Regions from separate parts of the Sus scrofa genome. Here all the other regions are linked to region 1. A link is a contact called in public Hi-C data. All regions are on one chromosome and are shown on one strand. Each heading gives the region's core, a stretch centred on a gene start, on an enhancer-like site or on the middle of the called end of the contact. The rest is flanking DNA. Distances are from core to core; before and after follow the strand shown.

Region 1 (4,931 bases), core at 1,731-4,230:
AAAAAAAAATCTCAGTTCAAATGTTGTATCTTCTTAGAAGATTTTTTTTTACTTTTCTAGTGGAACCATTTTTTCTATTTTCACTATTTCTACAAGACTCTTTATATTTCTATCTTGGCTCTTAGCAAATTTGAGATTGCTCATGTACAGTCTGATCTTTCCCCTACACTCTGTGGATCCGGTCTCATCTTTATTCTCAAACTTTAGCTCTTTACTTGGCACCTACTAGGTATTTATTGTTTGTTGTATGAATGAGATAGCTTAAAATGCCAAAGTGACAGGCCAAAACTGAAATCCAAGTATTGTCTATAGCAAATTGTGCCTCAAATTTGATCAAACCCATCAAGCAGGAAACATACTAAAGCTTCCTATGTGTTATGTCCCATTATAATAGAAAATCACAAAGCATAATAACCCTCAGGGAGTCTCATTCTTACATTACAGATATACTTTCATTTTAAGCATTTTCATAGTTACAATTCAAGGAAATTAGAAAAAATGCATACCTGGTCTATATCCTTAGAGTTGGAGGTCTGGTTTTCTCCTGTGACTCCAGGCTGCTCATTTTCCCACGGTAATTTATTTTTTCCTTTTCCCGCACTTAGTACCCTTCGGGTACAGATAGTTGGACTGTATGATCCATAAATTTGCATGCTATCCCTGGTGTGGTCACCACAGTGACAGTGTGCACTCTGTGTTCTGTTACCAGCCAAAAGCCAGTCTGTATCTGCTCCATGTGCCAAATGGTTTGATCTACCCTGGGCAGATGATGGCATGAGTATTGCATATTCCACAAACCCCTGTTCTGTTAATCTTGGGAGAGTTTTCCTAGCCAATCTGGCCTGTACAGCATTCATCACTCCATCTCCATTATCTTGCAGCTCAACAGTATCCACAGCTTTGAAAAGGATGCTGGTTTTACCTGAGCCCATTGATGATGCCAACACAGCAAAGGCTTCAAGGGCTGCTTGGCGTACCCTGCGTTTGCTATCTACAAGAGCTGGGGCAAGATCAAAAGACAGTTTGGATAAGTCAAAATCCTCACTGGGATAAGTTAGGAGGGAGCAGATGCAAATGTTCACCACCTCCTCTCTCACTCTAGAATGCTTGTGTTTGAGATGTTCCAGGAGTAAGCAAAGCACCTGTTGAGGACCTACTTCCTTCATCAGCTTGAGGAAGATTTTCATGTACTCTTGTTTGATCACCAACTTGTTGTCAGCCAGCACTTTGACAGAAGCTGCTATAACTGGTCCCAAGAACTGTTGTACCTGCTCTCCAAGGCGAATAACCAGTAAATGCAGGACTTGAAGTGTGCCATGAACCACTTTGAAGTTAGAATCGTCTAACAAATTATATAGCAAACTAACGAAACCGACAAGACTAGAATAAGGGGTGGAACTAGGGTTAAAGCGTCCCATCACCTGTTTTAGTTCCTCGACGGCCTGAGTCCGGTTCTTATAGTCTTCCTGATCTAACAATCTTGAATGCAGCTCCTGAGGAATAATCCCAAATTTAAGGTTACTGTTGGAAATAGTCACTGCACAGGGAAGGGGATCTTCAGGCAATCCAGAAGCTTCAAGTTCCAGATAATAAGGAACCTGACTTCCGAAATGTGTCTCCAGGCGGCGATTGTAGTGTCTCCTCAGGGCAGAAGGCAGGCGAGAGATATAGGATTGAAACCTCTCTTGGCCAAGACGCTCCCCAATTTGTTGAAGAGCAGAGAAAGCTGTCTCAGATTCTTCTTCTATTTCCTGACTGCCAAGCTTTCGTGCTAAGGATATTATCACCTCCGTAAGATCTAGGCCGAGCAACAAATCCTCAGGTGTAAGCAAGATAGGGAATAGCAGAGCTGTGGAAGCTCTAAGCCGGGAGTCGGTACTTTCCAGTCCTTGCTGTATCAGCGTTCTCAGCACCTGTCCGGAACTACGTTTCAGACATATGTGTAGGATCTGGAGCGCATCTTTCCGCAAGGCCGGATTCTCTTCTCGTAAGGAAACAACCAGTTGAGGCAGAAGTGCTAAGCTAAAGGCCTCTTCCAGCTGGCCTGCCTCCCCCTGACCCCGAAGAATGTCCAAGAGGAATTGCAAGCAGAGTCGCTTCTCATCACTACCTCCTTCCACCAGCACTCGGCCCAGGGCCCGATACAATGCTTCCTTCCGTCGGGGGAAGCCAAGTCGACAGCCTCGCCGCGGCAAAGCAGCCTGCAAAGCCTGGAAAGCCTCGGAAGGGTCCGGCGCGGTTCGGAGGAGTTGAAGAAGCCGAGTCTCCTCTTCGTCTCCCCCTGACAAACCACCTCCAGACCCAGACCAACTACTTGAGACTGCCTCCGCCGGCATCAAGAGGGCCGAGGCCAGAGGCGAAGGTGTCGGGGAGCAGGAGCCGTGGTCTCCGGCAGCTCCTCGGCAGTAGTTTTTCTCGCCTCTCATGGCGCCCCCACGTAGACTATCATCAGTCTCTGAGGCGGAAGGACGACTGCGGCTCTGAAGGCGAGAGGCACCGAGGGCTGGAAGGGGAGGCAGAGGGTGCAGCGCGGAGGGCGCAGCCGCCATGGAGGGTCGTCAAGTGGAGGCTGGAGGAAACCATCGTCTCCGAAGGGCTCGATGGAGCCCAGCCTTCTTGTTCCTCTCCAAGCCTCAAGCTGCAGAAGAGGAAAAGGAACAGCTTGACCAGCTGCCAAGCTTGACTCTGAGGCTGCCTTCAGCAAAATGGCCCCCGCCGGAGCGCCAGACCCCACAGCTGCCACCGGGCGTAACCAGGGGCACCACGTGACCAAACCGATCGCTTCCATGGTGATGTACCCAGAGCGGACGTCTTAACCCGGAAATTAACCTGCAGTGATGAATGCTGGGTTATGTAGTCTACGTCAGAAATTCGGATTAGGCTGACGTCTTCTGGAAAAGGAAGTGAGAGTGTTGCGAACGTAGCGAACGTAGTGAACGAGTGAACGTAGTGAACGTCTCTGTAGCAGGGAAGGCGAGGAAAGGAGACGGCAGTAAGCGGAAGTGACGCTCTCCTCGCTCCGGGCGGAAGTTCCCCGCCCCACCCGTAGGAATTGAGATTTGACTAGAGGCAAGTGAGGATCTTGCCCGGGCTCCAGTCGTCCACGGCTCCTCCTCCTGTTGCTGCGGGAGTGATTCTTGGGACTCAGGTATTTTCTTTTTGCTGTGCTTCTGCGGTGCAAAGTTTTGCTTGAGTGCTGCTGGTGGTGGAGTAAGATATAAGGAAATGAACGGTAGCAAGCAGGGGGAGAGACGACATCTTCCTGTGCAGGGCTAGTTACCGTTGTAGACGTGTTGCAGTCTACAGCCGTATGTGCGATCCTTTCCTCCTGCCGTCTACTTACCGGGACAGGAGATCTAAATCCGGGCCAAGTTCCGAGCTTACGTACTTTTTTTTCAAAACCTGGTGTTTTGGGCCCTTACTTTCCCTGCGGCCCCCCCCCCCCGCCCTGATTCCTACTTCGCTTACGCTCTGGTCTTGAAGGGTTAATGTTTTGGGTTTGTTTTTTGTCATTTTTCCTTATGCTCATAACTATAAGTTCTCTATTTCATAACCTACTTAGAGCTGAAGATAAATCTATTTTTTTTCTGTAGCTAACCTTGTCTCCTTTATACGTTCTCAAAGTCTAATGCAGTTCCTCTGTGGGGCTCACCCCTTCCCCCTCCCGCTCCCTCCGGCGCTTCAACCTCCCTGCGGGATCCTCCCGCGTCTCTGCAGCCTTTCAGTCTCCTGGAAACGGAGATTGCAAAGACAGTTTCAGTTGCGGTTGAAGTTCTTGGCATCATGGTCCTAAGAGAATTCTGCCCTGTAGATTTAGAGCTGGTAATAGACATTTCTTTGTTTTAGGCAAACAGTGAATTTGGTGAGCATTTTTTCCTTTTAAATAAAACTTAAGCGGACACCGTTGAGGAGCTAGAGTGCCTGATTTGAGGCTGAATTCTTTGTAGTGTGGTAGAATTTTTGGTTTTTGTTTTAGGGAATAATACAGTTGCTTTTGAATGACCCAATGAAAGAAGTCTGTTATTTAAAATCTTAAATTTATGCTTTTAAAATGCAAGTGTTCCTACCCTGTTCTGTAACACACGGGATGTCTCTTAAATACTTTATTCTTAGCGTGCCAAACTACTTTATATATTATGTTGCTGGATAATGAAAGTTCAAAAATAATTTCTGAGTGTTGTTTTAAAGCCAATTTGATTATTATGTTTTGGTTTTTTTTCTTTTGTGAGTAAATGTAAATGAGACTTATGCAAACATGCGTCCATATGTTTTGGTTTAAATTCTTGGTTGTTACTTTAATTTTAATTAGTCATTTTGATATTTAAATAAATTGCCTAAATTTGGTTTGACTAGATATTTCATTAGACCAAAAAATAAAACCAAATTTTTTCTTGTTTTTTTTTGTAAAGGGCAGGGCAGGGGCTGGGGAATGAAACCCGAGAGATGATTTTAGCAGTTGTCAATGAGAAGGAATGTCTAGTTATCATATTTCCAATGTAAGAAGTTCAAATTTATATTTTTACTCATGTATGCTCAGACTTCAGGAACTCAATTCAAACTAAAGTAAAAGAATGATGTGCACATCAGAATGTACACATTAGAATGTCAGTTTATGTTGGAATAGAAGATAACTCTTTCCAGTGATCAGAATTTTCAGGTTGAAAACCCAGTGCACTCTTTCCTGTATCCATGAACTTGGGAAGTTGTGTGGTAATCAAAGAACAAGGAAAAGGAACTTGGAAAGCCCTGAATAATGTTTCATCATCAAAATTATGGTAGAAGCTTAAGAATTACCACTTCTCTCTGTAAATAATACTTTTCAAGGGGCTTGGATACTTAAATCAACTAGTTATATACTTTTCCTTGGAACAAAACAAGATGAGTCTTAATTTTGACACTTTTTCTTGGGGCCCTGTAGATCACTATGTTAT
Region 2 (4,931 bases), core at 620-3,119, 5.5 Mb after region 1:
TCATGGTTTCTAGTCAGATTCGTTTTTGCTGTGCTACGACAGGAACTGCTATTTACTTTCCTTTAATAAAGACTCTGCTGGAGTTCCCATTGTGGTGAAGTGGTTAACGAATCTGACTAGGAACCATGAGGTTGCAGGTTTGATCCCTGGCCTTGCTCAGTGGGTTAAGGATCCAGCGTTGCAGTAAGCTGTGGTGTAGGTCACAGACTCGGCTTGGATCCCACGTTGCTATGGCTCTGGTGTAGGCCAGTGGCTATAGCTCTGATTAGACCCCTAGCCTGGGTACCTCTATATGCCTCAGCAGCGGCCCAAGAAATGGCAAAAAGACCAAAAAAAAACAAAAACAAAAACCCAAAAAACTTTGCTTGCTTAAAAATAAATAAATAAATAAAGTAATCTTAAATGGTCATTTATCCCCAAATGCTTTTATAGCGCTTCTTTTACAACTATGGGAATAGGAGTTCCTGTTGTGGCACTGCGGCTGCGAGTCTGACTGGGAATCAATAGGTTGCGGGTTCGATCCCTGGCCTCGTTCAGTGGGTTGGGGACCTGACGTTGCTGTGAGCTGTGGTGTGGGTCGCAGGTGCAGCTTGGATCTGATGTGGCTGTGGTGTAGGCTGGCAGCTGTGGCTCCAATTGGACCCCTAGCCTGGGAACCTCCATATGCCATGGGTATGGACCTGAAAAGAAAAAAAAAAAAACAAAAAACAAAAAAAAAAAAACAAAAACCTATGGGAATAAATTGTTTGCACATAACTGGTACAGTCACTTCAATCTCTAGTTTGGAGTGTAAAGTTCCTGGATAACTATACAGAAAACTACATACAGCTCATCACATCTTCAAACTACGGAAATATCTCTAACGTTGACTCTACCACAAAATTTGTTTAAACCGATGCCTTAATTTAGTTAGTATAGTAAGTACCAACAGTCTTAACATGTGAATTAAATCCTAAGGAAATCTTACCTCAGCAATAAACTACCACGTCCTCTACCTCCACCAGGACCAGACAGGGCCAGCAATCTGGCTTGGATGGGCCTACAAAATATTTACAAATCAGTACAAAAATCGTATCTAACAGCACCAAACACCTTAAGGATGAGGTTCATCATCAAAAGAAAATAACCAGGAACGTTCTAATCTGACGGTTTCAAATCCACGTGTTTCAAACAGGACAGGAAGTACTGCATTAACTTCCTTGTTTTTCCAAGATCAGTACCACCGAAATTGTATTTACCTCGCTGCCAGTACACATTAACAAGCTGGGGTCAGGCCCGAATTTCGCCACCCCAGAGGAAGTTGCATGAAGCGGGGGACAGCGTCCCGGGAGGGTCTCCGGACCAGTGCCGAGTCAGGCGGCCCCAGGAGGAGAAAGGCTTTGTGCTGCAGTTCCGGGCCTACAGGGCCGAGGGCGGGAATCGGCAGTCCCGGCCTTCCCTCAGGACAGGAAACCATTCCGACGCACCCCGGCCCCGCTCTCGCTCCTCACACCTGAGCCCCAGGACTTAGGGTGGCGGTCTCGGAAACTCCCACCTCACGGAGGACGGGATTCTACTGCTGCCCCGGGAACAGGCCTCGATGTTCCAGCCTTCTCAGGGCTGACCGCTCTCCCCGCCCCCAATTCACCCCGGCTTCACGACTGCATTTCGGAGACGGCAATTTCCTATCCGCCCTTTACCTCACGTCATTCGGATCCCGCCCGGTGAGCTTGCGAATATTCTCATCTACGTTCTTTAGGCTCTCTTTGGCCTTTTCTAGCTGCTCCTGCAAAGTTCTCACTGCGACCGCCATCTTCTCCCTGCGGCAGGCTTCGAGACTGCTCTACAGGCCGCGCCTGGCTGTGTCGCGCCGCGAAACGCGAGAGGACTGACAGCTGGCCTCAGCCAATGACAATAGGAGTTGTATTTCGGCCTTAACCATTCAGCAACCGGAAGGGGGAGAAGCTGCCGGCCCTTGAGACTCCGGGCCAATGAAAAGTCGACCAGGCGGTTGTCTCCCTCTCCAGTTAGCCGCGGGTGGCTGGGCTCCGCTTCTAGCGCAGAGTCGGGGCGGGTTTGAGAGTCCCTAGGTCCTCCGAGACGTGCGCTTGCGGCCGTGCTCGTTTGGCCAGGAGAGCGGAGCTTTCTAGCCCTTTTAACCCGTATATGACGTGCCTTTTTTCATTTTACCACCTAATCGCATTAGAGTAGAGCGGAAGCGAGTCTATTTTCCCATCTTCCCCGGTAAATGATTTTCTAAGGACAGGGTGCGGCCATTCTGTTGGTGCGCATGCCCAGAGAGGGGGTGGGCGGGTCGGCTCCCTTAATGAGGTTAAACCGTAAAGAGCACCGCAAAGCAAAGAATGAAGACGGAAAGATTATTAATCGTAATAGATAACATTTACTTTGTTCTCTACACCGTGAAACACTTTATGTGCCTTGTCCCCCACAAACCAAAAGCTTAAATAAAATCTCTGTTATTACTGATACGGAAGTTGAGTCTGGAGATACTGTAATTGTCCCTAGGTCATGCCGGCCTGGGGTCTTCCTATGATCAGACCCTGGGCAAGGATGTACTACAAGAAAAAAGCGATGGCGAGGCAGGCATTAGCTTCTACACCCGGCCTAATGCTCGTTGGTTTAAGACAGGGTCCGGGAGAGTAGCCCTATTGTTTGTGTCCTCCACCTTCTGGTTCTGCTTTACCCCTATTGCTGACCTGAGAACCGGTTTTGTTCCAGAAATATATTTGAAAACTGCATCTCAGAAAGCATTTTCGGGAGTTCCCGTGGTGGCGCAGTGGTTAATGAATCTGACTAGGAACCATGAGGTTGCGGGTTCGATCCCTGCCCTTGCTCAATGGGTTAAGGATCTGGCATTGCCGGGAGCTGTGGTGTAGGTTGCAGACCCGGCTCAGATCCCGCGTTGCTGTGGCTCTGGTGTAGGCCGGTGGCTACAGCTCCGATTAAACCCCTAGCCTGGGAACCTCCAGATGCCGCAGGAGCGGCCCTAGAAAAGGCAAAAAAAAAAAAAAAAAAAAAAAAAAAAAAAAAAAAAAAAAAAGGAAGAAAGCATTTTCCTACGGAAGCAATGTTATGAATAATCTTTGTGTTCTCATCCTTTATCCATCAGCCAGTGCATCCTTGCACGAAGCAGGCCAAAAGTATTTAACCCGAGTTACCATTTTACTTCATACCAACAGTCGTTAAAAGCTGTGTTAAGCTAGGCTTCGAAGAAAAAGCATAGAACAAGATAGCTGTGGTTCTTGCTTCCATGTAGTTTGTAGGATTTTCATGGAGCAAATATCATTCATGTTTTCATTAAGTCATTGAACATTTATGGAGTGACTGCTATGTGCTAGGTTTGTGGATAAGTCAGTGTACAATAGAGATATATACCCTCAAGGAGCTTGGTGGCAGGAAGAGTGGAGACAGACGATAAGCATAAGTAAATTACATAAAATGGTAGAAATGGGTTAAGTGCTATACAAAAAAAGAATTAGAGCTGCCAAGACGGATGAGTGTTGATAACTATTTGATTCTGATTATAAGCATACTTAGTCTTATTGATTCTTATTACAATCCTGTGTAGGAAGCATGAGAATGTGGTAATAGTAGATCTTAATCACGAAGTATAACAATGTTTCCATGGGAAGATGCTTTTAGAGTTATCCAAAAAAGTAGGATATATTCCTATTTCCATAGGATCTATTTTTAAGATCCTGGAAAGTTTAACATGGTCTGACTTATGGGGGCCCATCAGTGGAATGCCATGTTCAACATTTACAAATGCTCAATAAATATTAGTTTCCCGTCTAGGCTCCAAAATATCCAAAGAAAACTATGTTATTATGATCTGAGAAATGAACTTTGGAGTTCACGCTGTGCTGCAACAGGATCCGTGGCATCCCAGCAGCGCCAGGACTCTGGATCCCTGGGCTGGCACAGAGGGCCAGGGAAATCCGTATGTTGTAGGGCGGTCAAAAAAAAAAAAGAGAGAAAAACCAACCTTAGTAAGCTGCCTATATGTATATATATACACACACACACACATATATACACATATATGTATATATTTTTGCCTTTAGGGGTGCACCCGTGGCACATGGAGGTTCCCAGGCTAGGGGTCTAATTGGAGCTACAGCTTCCAGCCCACAACACAGCTACAGCAATGCAGGATCCTAGACGTGTCTGCAACATACACCATAGCTCACGGCAACACCAGATTCTTAACCCACTGAGCGAGGCCAGGGATCTAACCTGAGTCCTCACGGATACTAATCAGATTCATTTCCACTGAGCCAGGAGGGCAACTCCTAATTTGTATTTTCTTATTCAAATTAGCATTTCTTTGCGTTCTCCATTCCTCTCGTCCCTTGTACCTACTCCCAGTAAACTTCCTAATGGCTTCTAAATCTTTTTGTATATCCAGGCTTAATCCAAAATGGACAGGAATAATTTCTCAATATATCTAGTATTTATAGCCCCCAAAATGATGACTTACTCTTTTTACGACTTTTCCTATTAAGGAACATGCGGCAGAAATGAAAACTTTTGATTAAGCTAGTAGAAACTCTTGTCAGTTCTAACATAACTAACACAAAGATGGCAGCAGGAGCTCCTCCAGTCTCACTTTACCACCTTCCTCGCCGGCCGCCTACTACGTAGTAACAGGAAGAAGCCTTCCTCTATCTGGGAGCCCTCAGTTCAACCCCGGGAAGAAACTGTAACCATAGAGTTGGCGGAATGCCGGGGTAGAGGGGACCGGAAGTTGTTTTTTCGCCCCCCGCCCAGGGGCCGGATCGCATCTTCGTCGGTTTTGGTTCCCGGTCCTGTCAGACGCTCTAGTTCAGCCCGGGGGCTTGGTGGCCCTGGGGTGCGTTCGCCCCGGAACCAGGCTCACTGCAGTAACAGTCTTCGGGAAGCTGATTGAATTCCTCGTCTCCTAGCAACGA
Region 3 (4,931 bases), core at 1,394-3,893, 5.3 Mb after region 1:
GTAATATTAATCACATACACTTCTTTGTGAGGTGTTCTAGAAGTATCAAAATTTAAGGATCAAAAAGGAAAATTAAAACATTTTAAAAATCCATGAGAATTTGATATTCAGAAAAAATAAAAACTAGAAAAACTCATTCATCACTCTTTGAGGCCAAAGAACTTACTTTCAAAATGGGTAATAAAAGAAAAAGAACTAGGCATTTTTTCCTGTCTTTTCAATAGGAGAATAGGAGCTGTATTTCAGGGTAACTAAATGTTGCCAGTTTGTTAAAGAAAGCTTCTCCTATCCAGAAGAATGAAAATTAATAAATATAAATGGAACAAAAGACTTAGAAATTATTATTTTGCAACTCATAATAAAATTATGATTCAGGCAAGAATTATCAATTATTGTTAAGGCTATTAAGTGAATCATTGATGGAGGAGTTGGACATTTGTAGAAAATAACATCTCACAGATTACTTAGAGAAAAACAAAACACAAAACTTTATAAGGAGGGAGATCAAGATGTCACCAACCTAATCAAGCCTTTAACATTAATATGTAGGTTTATTAGAAATTCAGGGACTAGAGTAGTAAGCTAAACACCAAGAGAAAGTAGCCAAACAATTACAGATGGGAGATATTCTACAGCACAATAAGCCTCCTGTAATTAACTAATCAGAGAGACCCCAAAAATGAGTGCTGGGAAGAGGGTGACTATTCTAGATTAAAAGAAGCTTTAAATACAAACTAAAACAAGTGTGGCCCTTACTTGGATCCTGATTTGGATATTAGTTGGGATCCTTACTGCTGAGCCTCGAAGGGGAACTTCCTTTTTTTTGGGGGGGGGGTTGTCTTTTTAGAGCAGCATCCATGGCATATATAAGTTCCAGCCTAGGGGTCAAATCGGAGCTGTAGCTGCCGGCCTATGCAACCGGATCTTGGTTTGGATAAAACATCTATAACAAACATTTGGAAAATAACTAGATAAACTTGAAGATGGGTTATTAGACAACAGAAGTTTTTCAAGTGTGATAGTTTTGTTATGTAATAATACGCTTTTAAAGAGATGCACACTTAATTACTATTAAGTGGGAAATCTAGATGTCCATGGGTCACTCAAAATATTTCAATGATGGAGATCCCATGGAGGTGCAGCAGAAACGAATCCCACTAGGAACCATGAGGTTGCCGGTTCCATCCCTGGCCTCGCTCAGTGGGTTAAGGATCCAGGGCTGCCGTGAGCTGTGGTGTAGGCCGGCAGCTACAGCTCCAACTGGACCCCTAGCCTGGGAACCTCCATATGCCGCGGGTGCGGGCCTAAAAAGACAAGCCCCCCCCCCAAAAAATGAATGCTTTTAAAAAATAAAAAATTTAAATCCAAGCCTCAACTTCCTAATTCACTGCTGTTTCCATTAATGCTCATTAATCCATTCATAAGATATAATAATAACTGCATAGAAAAATCTCTTACAGACAAGAGGTTCAGAGAAGTGACCTACCATGAATGATAGCTTCCCCCCCCCCACAGGTACCGAAATGAAGATAACTGAGGTACCAACACAATATTATTGGTAACGGGCCTGTGCTAGGCATCAAAAGGCATGGAAGCATTATGAATGGAGAGTTTTGCCCTCAGAGGGCTAAAAATATCCAGGAGAACAGCTTCTGAGAGTTAGCCACAAATAAACACGGCTGTTCCAAGACCCTAGTTAAGGCTTTGAAGCGGCAGCCTCATTAAAGCGATCCTCAATTATTACATAAAATCGCTTATTTCTTTCTGACTTCACTGCTCCTTACAGTCAGTTAACTAACTACTTCCCGAGTTGTGATAAAGTTAGGACACTCTTTCGAAAAATCCCTCCCTCAAAAACCGGGCGCCGAGCTAAAGAAAACCTTTACCATAACAACAAACTTCTTTACAATTAGAGCCCCCAAACCTGGAACTCAGTCTCCCTCAATCTCTGGATAAGAGACTAATTATCAACCAACAGATCTAACCCATTTGCCCTTTTTTTTTCTCTTCTCCCTCAAAATCCAAAGGGTGGCGCTGTCCTCACTCCTTCCCCTCGCACCCAGGTGTGCGCTACTGTCCACTCCGAGGTCTGACCACGAGGGAAGGTCCGCTTGCGGCCTGTGTCCAGCCTCCCCTCCCCGCGCTTCTCCTCTCCTCACCCAGCCCCTCGGGTTAGCCCGCGAGGGCGCCGGTCCTGCTGCCTTAGCGGCTTTTTCTCAGAAACTCCCAACAATTCTCTGCGGGGGAGGGGGGAGGGGAGGTTAGGCTGAAAAAGACCCAAGCCGGCACTTTGGCTCTGAGTCCTCAGCCCAGCAACAGGAAAACGTATAATGAGAAGCGTCACCGCCCGCTTACGCTAACGCGAGTTCCGCCACTTACACTGCCTGAGCGCCCCAGTTAACCGACTTACAAACAAGACGGGACTCGGCGGTCTCTGTGAGACGGGAGGGGGCGCCCAACACCGGCACCACCAGCGCTTCCCCACCCCCGTCCCGACAGCCTGCGTGCGTCAGGAGTCACGTGCCGCGTCTCCCTTTCCTACCGGCAACCGGGCGCTCCCTTCTTCCGGAAGTAGCTCCGGATCACGCCGGGCTCCTCCCACCACTGGTGACGTCAAACTCAGGTCCTACCACTGCTCTGCCTCCGCCTCCAGGCGCGGGGAGGGCTGCCGTTTCCTTACAATTAGTCCTGCCGCTTCCGGGCCCCTAACCAGTAAAAGCAAGGATTTTGAAGTTCCTGAGTGTGTAGGCCTCGGACGCGCGTGAGTAAAGTTTGAGAGGCCACAGGCTGGCTGTCTGGAGGCCAACCCCGCAGAGGCCTTTCCCCCTCTCCGCAACTTGTGCTGTACTTGGTTCCGCCGAGACCTACGACGGTTCCGCCCCCTTCTTCCTTGTCATTGATGTTGTTGTTCTTGTCAGTGCCGCAGCCCCGACCACCGGGAGCCGGAACCCGAGCAGGGGCCGCCCGGGTGGCGCGGTGGCGGCGGCGGCGGCTGCGGCTGCAGCAGCTGCGACGGCTGCGGGGGCTGCTCCGGGGATTGCGGAGGCGGCCGGGGACCGGCAGCCGGCGGCGGGGCCGGATGGCTCTGTGCGGGCAGGCGGCAGGCGCTGCGTCGCTGCCCAGCGAGCTGATCGTGCACATCTTCTCCTTCCTGTCCGCCTCCGACCGGCTACGGGCCTCGGCCTCCTGCTCGCACTGGCGCGAGTGCCTCTTCTATCCTGCTCTCTGGCCCCAGCTCCGCATCTGCCTCCGCGTCTCGCCTGCGGAGCAGCCACGGCTCGAATTCCTCATGCGCAAGTGCGGCTGGTTCGTGCGAGAGCTGCGCGTTGAGTTCGCCGCGGAGAATTACCTGAGCGGCGGCGGCGGCCCGGGCGATGGAGGCAGCGCCGACACCGGGACTGGCGGGGAAGAAGTCGAAGCCCTGCAGCTCTCATCCCGTTGGCTAGAAGTGTTGCGCACCTACTTAGAGCTGGTGCTGTGCGTGCTGGTCAGCATCCGGAACAACAGGTAGGCTCGTCGTGGACCCTGCATTCATCCTCTTCTCCCGCTTCCTCCTCTCCCGGGGAGCAGGATGGCCTTCTTCCTCTCACCTCAAAATAGATTCTGTGCGGATACTCCCGGCCCGCTTCAGCGTTGCTTTTTTCAGTGATTAGGGGTTTCAGTTTTAATCCAGCGATTTCCTTGAGGCGGGAGGGCATAACGGGATTATCGTAATACTTTATAAACAGTGATGGATTTGGTGTTTATCAGACAGCATTCCTGGCACCTTCCAAGCCCTGTCTCATTCGTACTTTCGTTGGCAATGGGATGGAGTTCATTTTACAGATGAGAGCTGAAGCTTGGAGGGTGAGGCCTGTGAGTGAGTCTTGGGAGAAACAAAATCCTACCTGATTTTTTCAGTTCTGAATCTATCCATTCAAAATAGTTCGTGGTGGGGAAGGACTAGCTATGCTACTGGTTTCTCATAGTTACTAGACTGTACCCCCCCAAAAAATCTTTGACAGCCATTTTCTTACTGGGAATAGTTTTGATTAACTAGGCCAGGCATGAAGAGTAGGAGTGTTTGTTAAAAGGATTGGGGAACAGCCTGATAATGAAGATTGGGAAGTCCCTCCCCTTTGCACCTCCAGACTCAACTTATCCCTAGTTATTCACCTAAAAGTAGCACAGTATATATAGCTTGGTGTTTGCATGAGTTGGGGGAACTGGCCTGTGTCTATAAAGAGTAAGCCCTTAGCGGCCTAGTTTTTCATTAGAATTCTACTGTAATTCTGAGACTAACTTGATATGTTCTGACCCATTGTCCTAATCAATATTTTCCATTATTTGTCTATCACCGTCTCCAAAATACTGTTAATTTAGATGTTCTGTATCTGGGTATTCTAACTTTATAATTAAAGTATGAGTTAGAAGAAAATTCAAAAGTTCTAAGAAGGAGCAACTTACATAATAATAATTTAGTAGTTTGTGAGTACTTTCACATTCACTATCTTATTTGCTCCTTTCAATGACCCTGTGAGTTAGTCAGGATAGCTATTATTATCCCTATTTTATAGAAAAGAAACTGATGCATAACAGGGTCAATTTGTCAAATGATGTACACATTGTATACAGCATTGTTTTTCTCTAAGCAGTGGTCTTTCTTTCGCGGTAGTTACATTATGTTGAACAGGATGGAACTAAGGTCCGGGTTTAATGCTAAGTGAGATATATATATATACACATATTCTTAATTATGTTTCTGATTCAGAAGGGTAGGAGATAAGCATATGGCTCCAGACTGTATCTGGAGCATGGCTTCATCATTCCAGTGGGCTGTGTATTTTCCCAGCTTTTCACATCAAGCCATTATTTTCCTTACTTTCATTTTATGTGGCAAGAGAGGCTGTTTAAGGCTATAAATTGGTCTTGATCAGGTTGGAGACTCTTTG

The links. Hi-C and Micro-C count contacts between places; a contact is called where the count stands out from the background.
Region 2: a Hi-C map of liver shows a contact between it and region 1, with 6 times the contacts expected there. The contact joins the promoter of PNN here to the promoter of TOGARAM1 in region 1. A contact is called at or near these places in 2 of 47 Hi-C or Micro-C datasets (liver and subcutaneous adipose tissue).
Region 3: a Hi-C map of liver shows a contact between it and region 1, with 6 times the contacts expected there. The contact joins the promoter of FBXO33 here to the promoter of TOGARAM1 in region 1. A contact is called at or near these places in 5 of 47 Hi-C or Micro-C datasets (blood, heart right ventricle, liver and 2 more).

Annotation. Positions count from the first base shown.
Region 1 is chr1:175,196,221-175,201,151 of Sscrofa11.1, reverse strand. TOGARAM1 (crescerin-1) reads right to left here and starts at 2,980. Exons shown (of 22, transcript XR_002346627.1): 1 at 507-2,980. It overlaps KLHL28 (kelch-like protein 28), which reads left to right and starts at 1,975. Exons shown (of 5, transcript XM_001926290.5): 1 at 1,975-3,148.
Region 2 is chr1:169,722,587-169,727,517 of Sscrofa11.1, reverse strand. PNN (pinin, desmosome associated protein) reads right to left here and starts at 1,869. Exons shown (of 9, transcript NM_001244231.1): 1 at 1,680-1,869; 2 at 968-1,039. The coding sequence starts at 1,792. TRAPPC6B (trafficking protein particle complex subunit 6B) reads left to right here and starts at 4,736. Exons shown (of 6, transcript XM_013993366.2): 1 at 4,736-4,931.
Region 3 is chr1:169,913,568-169,918,498 of Sscrofa11.1, reverse strand. FBXO33 (F-box only protein 33) reads left to right here and starts at 2,643. Exons shown (of 4, transcript XM_001926592.7): 1 at 2,643-3,507. The coding sequence starts at 2,900. LOC102162695 (a long non-coding RNA gene) reads right to left here and starts at 2,699. Exons shown (of 12, transcript XR_002338918.1): 1 at 2,411-2,699.